Regions from separate parts of the Gossypium hirsutum genome. Here region 1 is linked to region 2. The links are chromatin contacts, called in public Hi-C maps. All regions are on one chromosome and are shown on one strand. Each heading gives the region's core, a stretch centred on a gene start, on an enhancer-like site or on the middle of the called end of the contact. The rest is flanking DNA. Distances are from core to core; before and after follow the strand shown. Region 1 holds the start of LOC107948432. Region 2 holds the start of LOC107939206.

The links. A called contact is a pair of places that touch in the nucleus more often than the background predicts.
Region 1: a Hi-C map of leaf shows a contact between it and region 2, with 2.6 times the contacts expected there. The contact joins the promoter of LOC107948432 here to the promoter of LOC107939206 in region 2. A contact is called at or near these places in 4 of 34 Hi-C or Micro-C datasets (all in leaf).

The regions. Positions count from the first base shown.
Region 1 is chrA13:37,664,838-37,667,537 of Gossypium_hirsutum_v2.1, forward strand. LOC107948432 reads right to left here and starts at 1,274. Exons shown (of 4, transcript XM_016882973.2): 1 at 960-1,274; 2 at 292-418; 3 at 104-176. The coding sequence starts at 987.
Region 2 is chrA13:37,519,767-37,522,466 of Gossypium_hirsutum_v2.1, forward strand. LOC107939206 reads left to right here and starts at 1,427. Exons shown (of 5, transcript XM_016872500.2): 1 at 1,427-1,713; 2 at 1,824-1,873; 3 at 2,214-2,319; 4 at 2,413-2,471. The coding sequence starts at 1,612.

The sequences.
Region 1 (2,700 bases), core at 24-2,523, 140 kb after region 2:
GGACTAACTTTTCAGTTTTAGTAAAGTAAAGAATATCAAAATTTGACAAATTAAACCCAGTATATTATATAATGTATATTCTCGAGAAAGAGTTGTAGATTACCTGCATCATTGATCTGATTTGGTCCTTAGAGGGTGGATCAAAGTGCGGCCCAGGCAAACGCTTATTAATATCACTACAGAAGGAATAAATTAAAGATGCATTTAACATGGAAAGCGGTCAACAGTACATGTACCATTGGATGATTATGAAATGAATGAAACATAGAACGTATAAGCAAAATTCCTCACTTATACACCAGCAAGACAGCGATATATAGATCTTCAAATGTCAAAGTAGCTCTTCCTGATTGATTTTTGACACGCTCAAAAACCTTATCACTGATTTTCCTAATCTGTCTCTTTCTCCATTCCTTCCCTGCAAAAACCAAGTGTTAAACTATCAAATACTCGCTTATAGCACTACAAACAGTGAAACGTTACTTCCTCTCATTAAACCCAATACTAATAAAATACAGTTTCCAGAGAATATCAAATCCAACCCAGCACGGTAAATATCAATGAAAGCAGAAGCCATGAAAAAACACTTGTTTCAAACTAATCACTCAACATGAACATCTACCCATCATAATTCCAGATACCCATTTCTCTAAAGCGATAATTAAAGCTTAATTTGATCCTTACTTTTAAAACAATAAAAATTAGAAATTTAATTTTCTATAGAAAACAAAAAGTTAGACCCTTTCTTTTTAATTTAAATATAATATAGTCTTTACAAAAGTAAGATACGGCTAAAAGAGAATACCATTTTATGGAATATAAACCAAAATAATTAAAAAAAAGCGCCCTTAATTCCCATGATTTAAAAGAATCGACTTATGGGTTTCAAATATCATAAACTTTTGAATAACAAAGTTTCGAGATAAAGGGAAATTTAAAAGGGAGAGAACAAAGCTTACCATGGAATTTGTCTAGGACTTGTCCCATGACTTCAGAAACGACGTAGCTTTGGAGATTCTTAAGGTTTCAGTGTGCCAATGAAACAAAGATGAAGGTGTATCCCATGGTGGATTTACGGCGGAAAGAAAAATAAAGCAAAAGACGAGAGGGAAAGGACACCTGATACGGTGGCGTTTCAAAAATTAGAAGTGACGTAGCACATTGAAAGTGGATGATAGTAACGTGTGGATGTGGACATGTGGTGATGTACTTCGCAGATCCAATCTTCACATTTCATCTATGACTTTTGGGTAAACTGCACCCACATGTCATCCATTATTATCTTTTGGATAAAATTGTACTTTTTATCCATTTCTATTAATTGTAATAACGGGAGAGTAACATGGTAGTTGAAAATTTAATATAATAATAAATTTAAGTTACATATTATATCGATTTAGTCATAATTTTAAAAAATTAACTCTCAAAATTGATAAATATTTTCAATTTAATCCTAATTTTTATTTAATATAAATATAAATATAAAATTTAACTTTATTATTTATTTGAAATATTTATGTATTTTTATATATTTCTTTGAATCTTTTTTAGAAATTAAGATCAAATTGAGATTATTTGTAAATTTTTGTCTTAATTTTTTAAAATTATAACTAAATCAATATACTATGTAAAAGTTGAAGGCTAAATTTGTTATTATATCGAATTTTCAACTATCATGTCACTTTCCATTAGTGCAATTAACGGAAATGGACCAAAAAATATAATCTCGATTAATTAGGTGACCAATTTTAAAAAAAATATATAGTTGGGTGTCAAAAAAAAAAGAAACAAATCCATAATTGAGTGATCAATTTTTAAAAAAAATCATAGTTGGGTGATCAAAAAAGAAAATGACCCATAGCTGAGTGACCTATGGTGTAATTTACCCATGACTTTTTATTTTTATTTTAGAGTAAATTCCACCATTAATCACAAAATTATGGGTAAATTTTTATTTTGGTCACTTAACTACAAAAAAGTTACAATTTGATCACTATTGTTTTCAAAGATTTTGTCACCTATGGTTAAGCGAACATTTTTAGTTGGTATAATAACAATTTTAGTCCTCGATTTTTATACTTTCTATCAATTTGACCCTGATTATATATAATATAATAAAATTTTGAAATTCTTTTTTAAAATTTTTTAAAATTTAAATTTAAATAAAAGTAGATAAAATTTTCAAAAATTGATAAAGTGAGAGAAAATGAGGGAAATGTAACTACTCAACTTTTATTGGTGTCAAAAATACGATTTCGGAACCCTATTTCCTTAAAATGAGTCTGTAAAAATAAAATAAGAAGATTTACAGAGTTGGTATGGAAATATTTTAAAGACAGATTAAATAATTTAACCGAAAAAATCATTAATTAAAGTTTAGGGACTAAATTGTAAAAGTCCAATCGCTATTAAATTTTAATTTAGAAAATACTTGAGGACTTAGTTTGCAATTATCCAAAGCACCTAAATGGTTATTAAAGTATTGTTTTTCTATGAGATAGTGGGAAATGGTGATGTAGCCATTTAATTGATATAATTGTAATTAATGAATATAAATATGTTAAATTAGTGAAAAAAACATGATTAATTAAGATTAATCTATCTTTAATCTAAGTATATGTATTAACTTAAATGGGAGATGACAACATTATCATCTTCCTTCTTAAGCTTTCAACCGTCCAGGCTTGCGAAATAATAGAA
Region 2 (2,700 bases), core at 177-2,676:
ATATGAGGAAAATACAATACAGATCAGATTGTGTAAGTGTCGAATAGCTCAATGACGAGAGTATAACAAATATAATATATATCTTCAAAAGGTAATAGAGATAGATCTAAATAGATTTTGAATTTGTTGATAATTTTAAGGCTTAATATTACTAAGGTATCTATTTTGTTTCTAAATTTTTATTTGGACATGACTAAAACTTAATCTTGGAAATTGTAACCCAAGTTGGTACTTTTTATTATACATGAGTAAGACTATTAGATTTTAGGAACTTTATTTTTTATTATTTTGTTGTACAATAAACCAAGACAAATTGTTGTCCAATTTCATTTGAACTTAGGACAACCATTTATTTGTGCTCATTTTGTATATATTTTGTATAATTTTTATTTTTATAATTTCAAAAATAACAGTATATTTTTTAAAAAAAATAAAATATATTTTATAAAATTTTAGGTTTTCATTTTTATATTTTTTAGATTTTTAATTAAATTTTAGGATTTATTTATTTTTATTTCAAGTGCACAATGAATATGAACAAATGATTTTCTTGATATAAATGAAGTGGGAGAACATTTTGTCCATGTTCAGTTAGAACATGTATTTTTCTAGTAATTTTATATACATTTTATACTTTAAAAGTTAATAATAAAAAATGTTTTAAATATAAATTTTAGAGTTAAAAGAAATTTAGTTTTTATTACTTAATTAGTAAATCATTTTTAAATAAATTTTATTTTTATTCCAGATTTTAGAAACTAATATTAAACAATTTAAAAATATTTTTTTATTTTATATTGATAAATTTAAAATAAATTCTATATTTTAAAATGATTATAAATAATTTAAGTAATAAAAATAGAATTTATTTTAAGATATTGATTTGTTTTAAAAATAATTTTATATTTTAAATAATTTTTGATATTATAAATACACATTTAAAATGAACCTAAATAAAAGATTGTCCAAATTTATTTGTATTGAGACAATCATTTATCCAAATTTATTATACACTTGAAATAAAAAATAAAATCATAAAATTTTAAAAAAAATTCTAAATATAAAAAAGTAAAAACAAAAACTTATAAAATACAAAGTTTATTTTTAAAATATATATTGTTATTTTTTATATTATAAAAATAAAATTACTAAAAAATACATTCAAAATATCCTAGATAAATAATTATACAATCATTTATCTAGGTTCAAATAAATCTGGTCAAATCCATTATATGCATAATTCTAATTTTTTTAAATTTTAAATTTATTTTATTAATGTTTGTAACACATCTTAATATTTTATTCATTATGCATTCAAAATCTGTAATGAAAAAGATACTAATTTATATTTTTAATACGATTAATATAAAAATAATGATGATAATAAAATTAAATATTGTAACTCAAGAAAAGAAAATTTCAACACACCCCAATGAAAATAAATACATGCTTTAAGTCTTCTAACCCCACCCGATTCGGTGTCGTGGATGGGCACAAACGATATTAAAGTGCCCTCCTTCCGAAGTCAGTTCGAGTAACGGTGAGACGGTTCACAAAAGGAATCACCTTCCAAGTTCCTCTGCTTGTGTAACTACAGAGAAACAAAAATCAATGTCCAAAACTAATTTGTGTTACCTTGTTTTATTGTTAATTCTATTGCCTTCTTCATATTTCCTTCCGTTAGTCCTTGCCAAATCTCGAAATCCGATCACAGTACATGCCGACTTTTTCTATCTTTATAAATTTATTTTTTCAGTTTTTTATTTCGAAACTCTTTTATTGTATTTGTTTTTCTAATGGGTTGTTTTAACGGTATTTCACAGGATTCTGAGATTAAGAAAAAGAAGAGTGAATGTTATGCTGATATCGACAGGTGGGTACTTCCCATTTCTCCTTTTAATTTTGGGTTTCTTTAATTTTCTTTTATATTCACTGTTTGTCTTCGATTAGGGTTTCTTTTTTCTTATTTGAATTGTAACAAATCTGGGTTCTTAATATTTGATTGAATCTTGGGTACTTCAGTGGAATTTATTTCAGTTTTTATACCATTTTCTCAATTCAACTTTCATTTTTCCTCTAACATTTTTATTTTTGGTGAAAAAGATTATTGGATAAGGAAACTTTGGGTTTTGATGCTTAACACAATGTATTAATTTCAAGATTTCTTTTCTTGGTGTAATATTATATTTTATTCTTTTTTATGGTGAAATCAGTGGACTGTGGGGTGGGCACTGCAAGTCTTCATCAATAGCAAAGGAGAATTGTGCCTTAAAGTGCCTTTCTCCTGCTTGTTACGAGCTTATATATGAAAGTGATCCGGTATGTAAAATCCCTCGTTGTTGTGGTGGTCTACTGCATCTGTTTATATCATCTGGTTTAATGGTTTCTTCTTTTCGGATTTTTATATTGTAGCTCGAAGAAGGAGAGAAAGATTATATAAGGAGCCAAGAATTCAAGTACTGTATGTATAAGTAAGTTTCATAGGTTTTCTGGATTCATCATGTCTTTTCCGTTTGATGTTGTGCAATAATCATGCTTTTATTCAACATATCTTAGAATGTGAGGGATGGACTTTGGAGCATAAATGCATGATGCATCACATCTTTCCGATTACTCTTACCCCCTCATTTGGACTTTATCGTTTCTTGGAGCAGCATTTGAGGCTAGGTCTATAACAATTATATCTCTTTATCTGTCTTA